Regions from separate parts of the Lactuca sativa genome. Here region 1 is linked to region 2. The links are chromatin contacts, called in public Hi-C maps. All regions are on one chromosome and are shown on one strand. Each heading gives the region's core, a stretch centred on a gene start, on an enhancer-like site or on the middle of the called end of the contact. The rest is flanking DNA. Distances are from core to core; before and after follow the strand shown.

Region 1 (7,453 bases), core at 4,371-6,870, 210 kb after region 2:
TACCCGATGAATAAACTATAGCAGCTATGGAATTAGTGCTTTACGAACGAGCATTGGCAACTATGGATTTAGTGTCAGTCCTATAACCCTAGAAGCAAGGGACCTCGGAATAAACAAATGCAAGATAGATGACTCTTAGGATAGATCCTTAAGAGTAAAGAAGATAATGGGGATGAGTAATTGGGTTGATTGCTTGATTTTTTAAATATAATAATTATATTATTGTGGGTTGAAAACCCTATGTACTCACCAGGTTTCCCAACCTGACCCACTCAGTTTATTTATATCATAGGTGTTGATATGAAGTCACATTACACTGAGAGATTAAAGAGATGTAGATCACTAGTGTAAATAAATGTAAGTTATGTTTATGCTTATGTTTCTGTATTGACGATGACACCCCAAATGTTTTAAAATGAATAAAAATACATTTCTTCAAAAATTCTTTGATAACGTCTTTATCATGTTTTACTGGGAACAAATTCCGCAACATTTTTATTAAAAGAAGTACTCTGATTTTTATAAAGCATAAACAAAATCGGTTTTTTCTGGCCGTGAAAATTGGGGATGTCACAGTGGATAATCCTTGGGTCATTTTTAAGAAGTAACTTCAGGTTCTTAAATCTAATCTTAGGATTTGGAATTCTTCTATCCGAGATCGTTTGACTGGCAAGTCTAGAGTTTTGAAGGAGGAGATTGAGGCGATTGATGCTTCTTTTATGTTTAATGATGGCACTAATGAGCTCCGTCAACATAGAGTTTCGGTTCTCAAAGATTTGTTAGAGTTGGACCATATTTCGAGGGTTGATTTAGCCCAAAAGGCGAAAGTTCGATGCAGTATTGAGGGTGATGAAAATTCAGGGTTTATCATGGTGTAATTAATCAGAAGAGGAGGCAGTTAGCTATCAAAGGTGTTATGATTGATGGCGAGTGGGTGGATGATCCGAGAAGAGTGAAAAATGAATTCCAACATTTTCATAGGAATATTTTTTTCAAAGAAAAATGGCAAGCGCCCTTCTACCAATGCTTCTCTTTTTCAAACCCTTTCTGAGGCTCGGGTTCCAGTCTCTTCAGGCTCCTTTTTCTAGTGATGAGATTAAAAAAGTTGTATGGGACTGTGGGTCATATAAGGCCAGGGTCCAGATGAGTTTACTTTTGGTTTCTTGAAGCGTTATTAGGATCTTATTTCAGAGGACGAACAGATTTTGTTCATCATTTTTATAGCTATTGCTCCATTCCTATTGGATGTAATTCTTCTTTCTTCACTATGATCCTGAAGGTCCGTGATCCTAAGTTTATCAGGAACTTTAGACCTATTAGTTTAATTGGTTTCCATTATAAAATTATTGGTAAGCTCTTAGCTAATATGTTAGCAGAGGTTATTGGTTCTATGGTGAGTTTGGAGCAGTCTGCCTTCGTTAAAGGTAGACAAATTTTGGATGGTCTGTTTCTTCTTAATGAGGTGGTGGCTTGGATCAAGTTTTCGAAAAATCCTCTGATAATTTTTAAAGTGGATTTTGAAAAGGCTTTTGACTCGGTGTCTTAGGATTATATTTTGGAGATAATGCAAATTATGGGTTTTGGGTCCATTTGGTGTTCTTGGATTTTGGAGCTTCTTAGTTTGGCTAGGGCTTCGGTTTTAGTGAATGGTTCACCTACTAGAGAATTTCAGATTCAGAGAGGTTTGAGACAAGGAGATACTTTGTCTCCTTTTCTCTTTATCTTAGCAGTGCAGGGCTGACATGTAGCTTTACAAAAAGCCCATCTCCAAAATGTTTTAGGGGGCGTTTCTATTTGTGGGATTGATATCTCACATCTCTTTTATGCAGATGATGTTGTTTTGGTTTCTCCTAAGGATCCCAAGAATGCTAATTTAGTTCTTCGTATCTTGCATTGTTTTTACCTAGCTATTGGGCTTAAAATTAATATGCAAAAAAGCAAGTTGATTGGGGTTGGTGTCTCTAATCATTAGGTGGAGTTGGTAGCCTGCAAATTAGGTTATGCCCCGGATTGCCTTCCTTTTGTTCAGTTGGGTGTGGCAGTAGGTCAATGTATGTCCAGGGTCTCGGCTTAGTCCACTATTGTTGGTTGTTTTCGTTCCAAGTTATCGGAGTGGAAGGTGAAAAGTCTCTCCTTTGGCGGTCGTTTGACTTTGATCAAGTATGTTATTGGGAGCTTGGGAAGTTATTTGATGCCCATCTTCATGGTTCCCCTTTCGGTTCTTAAGTCTTTGGAGACACTCCCTTCTAGATTCTTTTGGGGTGCAGAGTTGGATGACAGGTAGAGATGGCAAAAAAACCCATACCCGATGGGTACCCGAAACCCTAACCCGAGTTGACCGGGTAAATCCCCGAGTTGACCGGGGACGGGGATGGGGATGGGTATTACCCGAATACAAAAGGCGGGGATGGGGATGGTTCTACATGTCGGGTACCCATACCCGTACCCGAAACCGGCCCCGATGGGTACCCGATATATATAGTTACTTATGTTTTTATTTTTAATAATGCATAAGCAAATGTTCAGTAGACAAAGTAAGGTTTTTTAATAATCAAACGTATAGTTTTGGGAAGACTTTTAATGTCTTTTTTGCAAAAAAAATGATTTAATTTATAACCTTGAATGTTATTATTCGTGTTTGAAGACATTCAGTGATTATAGTGTTTTATATTAGTTCTGCTAGTTTTTGTTTTGTTGGTTAATATATAATTGTGAGTTATTTTTCATAAAAGTTCAAAAATTTGTAATGGGTAAAAATCCCCGATTACCCATTGGGGATGGGGATGGGGATAGATTTCTAATCCCCGATGGGGATGGGATCGGGATTCGGGTATGGGGATGGGGAACACGAAACCCGGTATACCCATACCCATTGTCATCCCTAATGACAGGTGTATGCATTGGGCCCAGTGGGATAGAGTGTTGGTTGGTAGAAAAGAAGGCGGCCTTGGAGTTGATAGTCTTTTCTCTTTTAATAGGGCTATGCTTTTTAGGTAGAGGTGGTGCTTTTTTCACAACCCTGATCTAATATGGGTTCATTTAGTCAAAGCTATCTATGGTTCTGATGGAGGTTGTGATTCTTCACTCCCTAAAAAAGGTTGGATGGGTCCTTGGAATGGTGTTATTCATATGATGTCTCACCTGCGAGATCGTGGTTTGGATTTGCTTTCTCTATGTCCGATTTGGATTGGAGATGGTAGCAACACTTCTTTTTGGCAGGATACTTGGAAAGGGGATCGGTCTCTTGCAGAGGTTTTTTATAGGATCTTTGCATTGGATACTCATAAATACGCTTTAGTTCGTGACAGGGTGGTGATGGGCTGGGATACAAGGTCTCTTTGGAGAGTGCCTCGGGGTGGTATTGAGCAATCCCATTGGGAGGCTTTTTTGACTATGATGTAGGGGTTACATCTTCATTCCAGTTCGGATCGATTGGGATGGTTCTTGGATACGTCAGATCATTCTATAGTTTCTTCAACTAGGTCTTATATTGATAATGGTATGTTGCCTATAGGTGGTGGCCTCACTTATTGGAATAATTGGGTTCCAATTAAGTTGAATATTTTTATTTGGAGATTAAGATTAAATGGGCTTCCTACTCGAGCAAATCTTTCTCATAGGGGTATTTTGTTGGATTCGATCTTATGTCCAGTTTGTTCCACTATAGTTGAGTCCACTGATCATCTGTTTGTAGGATGTAGTGAGTTGATTAATCTTTGGACTCGAGTTGCCATTTGGTGGGGTGTTCAGCTTCCTCAACATCTATCCATGGATTCGATTTTGTTTGATCGAATTTATTCGATCAGAGAAGTTGCCAACGGAAAGTTTTCGACGCAATGATCAATGACTGCTTTATGGTGTATTTGGAATTTCCGTAATTCCATTATCTTTGGAACGGTGTTGCCTAAGAAATCGGTCATTTTTTATGATGTGGTCAATTTTTTTTTTTTTGTTTCCAATAGGTGTAACAAAACTAATATAGGTTGGACTTCGTGGTTTCATGATCATGCCTTTACTTGTAATTTGTTGTAATGTTTTTTTTTCTAGCTTCTTGCTAGTTTTTTTTAATAAATTTCCGCTATTCAAAAAAAAATTGTAATGGTTATGGTTTGATTTTGAACAATACCCGAATCAAATCGTCCGATACAAAACCCTATTAAAAATGTTGAAGAAAAGTTTTATGTAATTTTATTGTAATATAATACTAAATTTGATATTATATTATTTTTACGGTTGGAATAGATTCGAGACTAAAATGATGTAGAAAATGAATTTTGATGTTGGGTACTTGGCTTAAAGACGCCCAACCAACTCTCAACTCATATTATATTCCTTTAATTTTACTTAAAAGTCAAAAATAGCCCAAGTAACAATGACGATTTATGACAGTTGGCAAGTTAAGTGTTAAATGCTAGGAAACATAGTTTTGAATTTCTATATTTAGTAAAATATATACAATAAAAAATAGAAAACGTCATTGTTTATTTTACACCCAGCAATCTAAACTAACTACAATTTATTTTATTATTAATAAATTGTCATCAAATTAATTCGTCCTACCAACAACTTTTGGCAATATAAACATTTTGGGGGATATGATATCTCATCTATCTAAGTTCAAATGTGGTTATTGCCCTTTGTTCTTGTAGCCATCAAGCTTTGTTTGTGGTGACTTCAGATTTATTTGTGGTGATTTCAAGGACATGATATATGATGTATAATTTTATATTTATACGTGAGATTAATTGTGAAACAATAAGACATCCTTATTAAAGGAGACTGTTCTTTCAAAAAAGAGAAACATTTGCAAACATCATAACACTGTTATAGAAAACCTTTTATGGCTTCCTTGACAACCTCATAAAACATTAATACCTTCGATCCCCATACAAGAAGCTGAAAAAAGTTTCTATAAACAAAAGAGTAAATTACACGAATGGTCCCTATGATTTGGGGTAATATACGTGTTTGGTCACTAACTTATTTTTTTAACTCGGAAGGCCTCTACTGTTTCTTTTTCTTACGCGCTTGGTCCCTACTGTTTGTTTTTGTTACACGCTTGGTCCATGTCTTATCTAAAGAGACTATTATTTAAATAGAGAAAAATAATGAGGTAGGTAAGGTAAGGTGAGAGAGTGGAGTTGGGGGTGTGTTTATTTAAATAAATTAAAAAATCAAGGGAAAAATAGTCTTTTTAGATAAGACAGAAACCAAACACGTAACAAAAAAAAAACAGTAGGGACCTTCCAAGTTAAAAAAATAAGTTAGAGACCAAACATGTAAATTAACCCAAACCATAGGGACCATTCGTGTAATTTACTCTAAACAAAAAAGAATTCTAGTATATCTAATGGGGACCTCGATGCAATATATTTAAACTAGAGGAACCAAAGTTTAAACTAACAAAAGTACAAGGGGTATCAAAGTAAAAGACACATAATGACCCACAAGAAGAGTCTCACTGTTCAAGTATTATAAAACCATCCCTTTCTCCACACCCTAAACTCACAATTCACAGACCACGCACGAATCATCTACTTGTACATCATTCATAAACACTTGTACATATTTACGAACTAGAAAATTCCATTTCCACAATGCAGGCTGTTCTATTATAAGTAGTCCCTTCATCTCGTGAAGTGAACACGCAGTGGCTCCCATCAAATAAAAATGAAAACGCTTTCTTCTTCGTTGGTTCTTAATCTTCTTATTCATGTGGGGTTACCTGTAATTACCATTATAACCTTCTACTTCTTGAATATTATATGGATGAAACCGCAAAGACTAAGAAGAAAGCTCGAAAAGCAAGGAATCAGAGGGCCAAAACCGTCTTTTCCATATGGGAATGTGGGTGAGATGCAGAAGATTCAAGCGGCTGCAATCGCCATGAAAGCTTCAAAGTCAAGCGATGGAGATTTTGTAGGTGATGATTATACGTCTACTCTCTTCCCATACTTTGAACAATGGAGGAAGCAATACGGTATGTTATGCCTTATCACCACTTATTTTAATTCTTTATAAACTTGAATATTTGCAAAATTTGGGATACAATTGTTCTAGTTTTTTGGATTATGATGTTTTCTTTGGATGTATGCAATTATAATGGTTTTTTTAATCTAAAAAATAAAAACGATATGATGGTTACAATTGTTGATCATCCTAATTCTCATTGGCAATTTGGGAAAAGTTGGAACCGAATCTTTGTGGGTCTTTTATCTTGTTTATAGTTATTTTAATATTGTCAATGCTATATTTAAATAATTATAATTTTACTTTTATATAAATACATTTGTACGGATTGCCTGTTCTTTTTTTAAATACGGTTTCCATAAATATTAAGTTTATTAAATAAAAAGAGATGAAAGCAATAATTATTGCCATATTTTTTTACGAAGATAACAACCCATGCATACTTTTTGACGATATAATTATTATGATCAAGATATTAAACGAAGATTGTTGGAAAAAAGGTAAATAGAGCATAAATGTCAAAGAGTCTACTTAATAAGCTTGAAATTGTTAATGCAAAGCAATTTTTTTTATAGTTTTTTATAGTGAATATCATATCATACGATATAATAAAAGCTTGACAATAAGTCAATAACTTGTACGTCAATCTTTTGGAGAAAATTAAAAAATTTGATAAAAAGGTATAATATATAAATTAAAGTTTTAAATCTATAACGACTTTTAAGAAACACAAAACAACAATTTTTAAAACATAAAAAATCATAATATTCAAAAAAGTAAATTACAAACATTATAAAGAGGAATGCATGATAAACTTGAAAACTATCTTGTCTATGAAGATTGTTCGCGTGGGACATATGACGCGTGTAGTCACAATATGCATGTCACTATATACATATAAATTATTTTTATTATTTAAATAAAGAAATACCAATATATTCTCTATTCTGATCTGATTGGTTATATCTTTGCAAATCTTTGCAATTTCCAATTCTTTAAGATACAATGATTAATTATTTATTATTTAAAAATCACACTTTAGCATAGGATAAGATAGAGACGTTAAGTCAACACACCGTCTTTAATTTTTGTTCAAAAAGCTTGGTAAATAAATAAATAAATAAGCAATTGATCAAATTTCGCACAACTAGTGATAATATAATTTCTTTGAAAGAACTAAGACGACATTTTTTTTATTTGAATGTCAAATAACCTTTCATAGGTAGATAGAATAACACAACGTTATCTTTTATAATTCATCTAAATATCATATACGAACAAATATTTAATAGAACATATATTTCATCACCAACTTCGTTTTCTTTTTTCTAAGAAAAGATAATACTAGATTGGTACCCGTTGTATTTATCTTTTTCATGAAACCGATGTGTCAATGTTCCCCCAACGTCCTTTCTGATTCTTATTCAAATTTAAATAAAAATCAAGTGGGTCTAGAAACATCTTGTGTAAGTAATAATTAAGT
Region 2 (7,607 bases), core at 2,732-5,231:
TTAACTGCTCTACTAAGGAATTCACTATTTCTAAAGGTATGAGACAATGTGATTATCTATCATCGTCTTTCCTCTTTATTCTTGCAAGGGAATGCTTGCATTAGAAGGCGACTATAGAGAAGATCTTTTTAGGGAATCAAATTACCAAATAACGGGTGTGTTTGATGTTACCTCATGTACGAAGATGACATTATATATTCATTAGTGATAGGTATGTTTCGAACATCCACAACTTGAAGAAAATTCTTAGATGTTTCCATCTTGCCTCCCATCTAAAGGTAAAATTCACAAAAACAAACTTTTAGGTTTTCAAGTCTTGAACACTTGCATCGATGGCCGATCTATGTAATTGTGATTTTGGCACCCTTACATTTACATACCTCGGTGTCCCTATCATGGCCAATATGAAGCTTTGTGAAAATTGGAACCCCATTGTGGAGCAATTAAAAGCTAAATTGAGCACATTGAAATCCAAAATTCTCTCGTTTGGTCATGGAATGACTCTAGTCATATCAGTACTTGGCAGCATTAGGCGGAATGTTTTGGAAAGTATTAGGCCGAATGTTTCTGTGGGGAGGAGATGGGTAAAAAAGGAAGATAAATTGGGCTGCATGGGAAAAAAAAACATTGGTCCAAAATCCATGGTCTTGGTATTATAGGCTGATTAAGGAATTTGAATCTCACCCTTCTAGCTAATGATAATTGTTTGATGTCAATGGAATCCAATCAAGGACCTAATGTATTGGAAGATTTTATTGAATTTGGCAATTTTGCCTTCATTGTGTCGTGTTTTTTACTATCGGCTTGGTGGGTGGTTAATTAGTTAAAGTTTTCTTGATTGGAGCTCTTCCCCTCTCCACTTAAAGTACTCTTTCCAAAAAAAACAACTAACAAAATTACAATTTCAAGTACAAATAATCAGAGATAATACAGTTGAGTTCTAAAACACACATACCATTCATTTTACACACTTGTTTTAACAATTTACCAAATTACGACCTTACCCTTTTCAGTTAGACCATACATGAACTAACCCAAGTCTATTTCCTGTATAAATCTCATTCCTTTCTTCGTCATAGAAAAGGGCAGTAATGTCCTCAAGAGCTTCTGCAACAGAACTCATAATCCTTGAAGCCCTAATTCTCTTCCTTGAAGTACATTTACAACTTCTGCCACTACCTCCATTAGAAATTACATTATTGCCACTGCAACTACACTCATCCAAAGGAACACCATTCTTTGCCTTCACCTTCGCAAGACATTTCCCCGTCAAAATGTTGCTGATATTTATCGAACCTGCTGCATTACCAGACCAGAATCGTCAGTAAAAACTTGTGATTAAATTACTGTTTTGCCCTTGTTCATAAAGTATTATCAGTTTAATCACTACAAACAAAAAAAAATGTTTAATTCGCTAAGTGGTTGTTTAATGATGAATGTCTGGATAAAGTGTTGTCTACAATCTGTTTCTTTTCTTGACCAAATCAAAAGTCCGAATGTGACTAAATGACCATTTTACCCTTACATTTCAACAACTTTTCACAATGTTCCATCAATTTTAAAGTGAGAGGAGTTTGGAGGAAATAAAAGGGTAAATAGATAAATGGTCAATGTCTGCATACATTAAACCAAGTTTCTAGCATAACCCATTAAGTCATTCTTTCAAGATTATGCCAAAAGGAAACAAACATGTATAGCTGTCCAGATTAAGTAAGTAGATAAGAAGGGCTTTTTTTGTAATTTACCATTTCCTTCTGTTAAAGGATCATCAGACTCGGTTTTACAATATGAAATGATAAGATCTTGATCACTTGTGATGTATATGTTGTTAGTGTTGCAATCTGGATGCCATAATAAATGATCTTCAAATGATGTCACAAGTTCCCCACGAAAATTCCATACAGCAACTGTTCGGTTTCTAAAAGTTAAAAATAATTGATTTTCATATAGAAATATGAATGCTGATGGAGTCATAAATTCTGTCCTGCTAACTTCCGTTAAATCAGAATTGCGTACCTAAAAGAAAAAAAGAAAATAAAGTTTTAGACTTTCAGTGTACTTTTAACATAAATGCAAGAAACTGCAATGAAAAAGTTTCTTACATCAAGAATCTGTAGATTCTCATTTTCTTGCTTCACAAGAAGCTTCTCATTGAACTGTTCAATGAAATCCACCTTCTTGTTTCGGTGAAGAAGATGATTGAAACATTTTAAAACAGTTCCATCTTCAATTGAGAGAATCTTGAGTGGGACATGACCACTGGCTTTATTATATATCAACAACATAATTCCAGGACTGTTTTTTTTTTAAATGGAAAAAAGAAATATCATTAACGCATACACATAAATTTTATAATTGGGTAAATATAGGAATAAGAATAACCTTACCTTATTTTGATTTCTTGTACATTTTTATCCGAAATGGAGTATAACATCGTGTAGTTTTTCAAATCAAACACCTTGTAAATGCTGGAAAAAAAGAAATTAATATAAATCAGATTATGCAAGAACACTTGGATCAAAATCTCCAAAACTTACCTATCTTGTGCTGAAAATGTCAACACCTTTCCATTCACATCATCAAATTCCACAAAACCAGGCCATTTCAAAGATTCAGATTCAAAAAGACCAAAACCAGCATCAGGTTGACCTCGTCGTATATATCTGCCACCAATTTTATAATTTTTTTTATATAAATAATAAATTTCACACATACTACAAAGTACAAAGCATAAGAACAGTGAGATTTCATTTAACATACTCGATTCTTGTTGTTCTGCATTTCAAGGAGCTAAAGCTGTCTGAAGCATAGACTGATACTGTAATGAGTGAATCATTGTTCTTATTGTAAAACAAGCTTCTTATAACTTCATCAGGACTGACGTTTAGAAAGCATATTCTCTGGTTAGTCTCTGAATCAAATATATAATAATAATGTGGTATTAGTCTTCACTCTTCAAGATTGAGTATTATAGAACTTCCAAATTATATTTATACCTCGACTGAACGCAGCACAGACTCCAGATTGTGCAAGAGCAAAGACTATATCACGAGCAGCAACAATCTCAATGATTTTTGAACGCTTTTTCAGAAACGGTAATACCATAGAGCAGTGTCCCTTTGGATCATGAGTATCATACTCCTCCTAGAAACGATATGATAATTGATACGATACCAAAAGAAAACCTAACTTTAAGCAGATAACTTAAGAATGAAAGTGCGAAATAGAAAACGCGTATGAGTTAAGAACCTGCAATCGAATGTTTCTGAACCTCTCTTGAGCATCGCACATCCTAAAAGCACGATCCCGCTTCGAGCAAATCTCTCTTCTCTGAAGCTTCTTAACGCTATTCACAAACCCATCAACACCACCACGGGGACGTTTCTTAGCAACCACCCGCCGACCATTACACGGCCTTGGACTCGCCGTGATTCTCCTTCCGTCCATCACTCTAAACTCTAAAGCGACACCCTTTCTTTCACCTCTACCGTACAACCACGCAAATTAAAACCCAAATTACTTGTGTATATGTATTTGACGGTCTGTATTAGGGAACACCGACAATCAAGATATAATTACAATCAAAATCCAAGATTTTGAAATAGAAAAATAAACCCTAAATCCCAGGACCCCGAGTAGAAATTATCAGGGATTTTGGATTGCTCGTGGTCCTGAGCAATTAAATTGCCCACGAAAACACCAAACAGAAAGTAAAATTATAATTGAAAAACTGATTATGTGTATATAGCCAAATTTTCTGTTTCTCCCTCCAGAGATATGAAAAGGGGAAGAATCGAAGCAGATTGGAAATGGTGGTGGGGTTTGAACTCAACGACAATATATTTAAAATTACAGAACTTCATAGGATTCTATAAAAGTATGGCATCCGAATTGAATTCCATATCGAAATTTTGAAACGGGGATTTTCGACAACACCTCTGCCATTTCAATTTCAAATGCTTACAAAAGCGATCATAAAATTTTGTAAAGGGAAAATGACTTAACTATTTCAATTGTCCATATATAGGTAATGTTCTTTTTTTTTACACATTAAGGTAACTAACTTGTTTTGTTTGTTCACATTTAGGTAATATGACCGGCTATCACCTGTTTTTGCTTATGTGGCATCCACCTGGCATTACGTTGCACCTACGTGGCATGGTGCATATATGGGAAAATGACTTATTAAGGTAACTAACTATTTCAATTGTCCATATATAGGTAATGTTCTTTTTTTTATACACATTAAGGTAACTAACTTGTTTTGTTTGTTCACATTTAGGTAATATGACCGACTATCACATGTTTTAGCTTATATGGTATCCACCTGGCATATGACATGAATACGTTACACCTACGTGGCATCCACCTGACATATGACCTGTTTTGTTTCTTCTTCCTCATCTTATTCTTCAAAACAACAAGATGAATTTCAAGTTGATCATCCATGTGATTGCGGCTTACCATCTCGTGTGAAGATTTCAAGAACTCCTGACAACCATGGAAGAAAATTTAGAGTTTGTCAAAACTCGATGGTAAATCAATATTGTTGAATATGTTCCAGGAGTTCTTGAAATCTTCACACGAGATGGTAAACCGCAATCGATGATCAGCTTGAAATTCATCTTGTCATTTTGAAGAATAAGATGAGGAAGAAGAAGCCATCATCGACCGATCTAGGGTTTAGAATTAGGGGTGGAATCGTATGACACGGTTATAGTGTAATCGAATGAAGACAATATATGCACCATGCCACGTAGGTGCAACGTATTCAAGTCATATGCCAGGTGGATGCCACATAAGCAAAAACATGTGATAGTCAGTCATATTACCTAAATGTGAACAAACAAAACAAGTTAGTTACCTTAATGTGTACAAAAAAAAGAACATTACCTATATATGGACAACTGAAATAGTTAGTTACCTTAATAAGTCATTTTCCCATATATGCACCATGCCACGTAGGTGCAACGTATTCAAGTCATATGCCAGGTGGATGCCACATAAGCAAAAACAGGTGATAGCCGGTCATATTACCTAAATGTGAACAAACAAAACAAGTTAGTTACCTTAATGTGTACAAAAAAAAGAACATTACCTATATATGGACAATTGAAATAGTTAGTTACCTTAATAAGTCATTTTCCCTTTTGTAAAACAAAACCGAAGAATTTAGACATATAAATGAGTTAAAATTATAAACTACATTATATTTTTACTTTTAATTGTTTAAACCTAATATATATATATATATATATATATATATATATATATATATATATATATATATAAAAGTTAAAATTATAAACTACATTATATTTTTACTTTTAATTGTTTAAACCTAATATATATATATATATATATATATATATATATATATATATATATATATATATATATATATATATAGGGAAGAGTTATATGGAAAATGAATGATTAGGGTAACACATATTTGAACCAATGAAAACATGACAACACATCACTTTCACAATAACTTCCACAATACATTACTTGTGAAGAAAAAAATGGACACGTGTCATTTGATTATTGGTTCCAGTAGATGTTGCCCTGGTTATTTGTTTTCCATAGAACTCATTCCTATATATATATATATATATATATATATATATATATATATATATATATATATATATATATATACTAGAAAATTTTGAGGCTCGTGCTAAGCACGACCCATGAATGGTATTTTTTATTTTTCCTGGAAAAACCATAAGATTATCCTGATAAACCATACTCAAAGTCTCAAACAAACACAATACATGTTAAATGCAACAAATAGCAATGAACTTTCATTGATAGTTTTTCATACTTGATTATTTTGATAAAAATAAAGGAACAATGATATTATTGGAAGCTCTCTTGATGAAGTACAAATGGGGAGATGTGCTCCTGGATGCCTCATATGGTAAAAAAAAATAATGGACCAACATGTTACTTCAACAAATAAAATATCAAATTTAACACTCAAGAAAATGGAACAAAGTAAATTTCTTTAGTGGCGTTGCTTTGATATGAAAATAACATATAAAGTGGAACACATAAATGTTCGCCTAATGGCCATTGGGATTATACCTGAAATACCCTTTCTAAAGTTGGTTTAAAATAGATTATCTCAGGTACATAGGTATGCCTTCATCATCTATTGTTTTAATTGTAATGAAATGACTCTACATTGGAAAAAACTACTCGTAACATCACAAGAAAACATATTTTCAAGATGCACATGATTTTGCTAAGGGTTAAATGTAGAAAATAGCAAAATGCTTGCATTTCATTGCTTATTATAGCATCATACTTTTATTTTTTCCTATAAAAGCATTGTATTTAAAAATCAATACATTCACTGCTATATTTTAATAGAATTTCAAAGTACAATGTCCAAATTAAATAAATAAAAGTACAATGTTGTAATTGGGTTCTCAAAGTACGATTTGTTAATAAGAAAAGAAAATAAGTACAATGTGGTAATAGAAAGAAATTAAAGTAAGTCTCTACAATAAACAAATAAATAAAAGTTTGTTGCTATTTGGTTGCATTATGCTCATTCAAAGTCAAGGACCCATATCAAAAATACCCATAGGAAGAAAGAAAACGTTTCAACAAATATTTGTACTTTATACTAATGAAAAAAATTTAAAAAAAATACAGAAAAATAAGGAAAAATAGATTACTCAACATCTATAGTTGTCTCTTCCAAGTAAGGTTGTTGAGGAGGGGCAGCATAACCAAGTTTGTAATGTATCATGAAGTAAAAAACTAAACTTTTTAAAGTTATTGGTACTTGAAATAATGCATATTTCGGTCATTATAAAAACTTATAAAACGATGAGGATTTTATATATACTTGATAACAAAAGCATATCTAACGGCGTATCTCACAAGTTATGTAACCATTTCCGTTGCATTGTTATTGAGCACGCTTCCTGTTAGCATATTACATAAAGTATAAACTTATTTAATATCTTAAAATTTCATATAAAACAAAATGAAATAATTACCACAAACGGTAAATCCATAAAAGATAAAGTAATCTAAACAGATTTTAAGTTTATTTTTATTGAAAAACGCATTTACGTCTTTATAAATCTTGCAGTTTTTTGAAAAACTCTTTATAAACTCAAAAATATAATCATGTGTATGTGGTTATGAGTTTTCACTTATTACCAGAAATGACAATTCAAATCTCAATTTATGCACATGAGTTTATTCTTTTTTTAATTATTATTATCCAAATATTTTATGCTATGATTGTAAATATCACAATAAAAATGAACAGTCAAGTTTTATATATCATCTCTTTTTGCAAAAACTTATGAATGTGATGGATTAATATAAAAATTTACCCATAATCCACCGAAATTACACATTCTGACAAATAATTATATTATGATATTTCTAAATTAACAATATAAGACATATTCCAAACAAAAACCATCAATTAGTTCCATTTCTAAACCATGTATTTTCTTAAATCTTCTTGTCTATTTCTTCCCTTCTCATACTCAGCAAAGATTTTAACAAATTGATTTTCTCTAATCTTATAAACACAAATTATATACATCTTCCCCAAACCAAACGCGATCAGA

The links. Hi-C and Micro-C count contacts between places; a contact is called where the count stands out from the background.
Region 1: a contact with region 2 is called in a Hi-C map of seed, with 7 times the contacts expected there. The contact joins the promoter of LOC111919641 here to the promoter of LOC111919640 in region 2. A contact is called at or near these places in 3 of 4 Hi-C or Micro-C datasets (bud, leaf and seed).

Annotation. Positions count from the first base shown.
Region 1 is chr8:15,895,307-15,902,759 of Lsat_Salinas_v11, forward strand. LOC111919641 (cytochrome P450 714A1) reads left to right here and starts at 5,621. Exons shown (of 5, transcript XM_023915202.3): 1 at 5,621-5,980. The coding sequence starts at 5,671.
Region 2 is chr8:15,690,430-15,698,036 of Lsat_Salinas_v11, forward strand. LOC111919640 reads right to left here and starts at 3,982. Exons shown (of 8, transcript XM_023915199.3): 1 at 3,250-3,982; 2 at 2,997-3,144; 3 at 2,761-2,911; 4 at 2,538-2,663; 5 at 2,388-2,468; 6 at 2,103-2,295; 7 at 1,746-2,016; 8 at 880-1,296. The coding sequence starts at 3,447. The coding sequence ends at 1,010.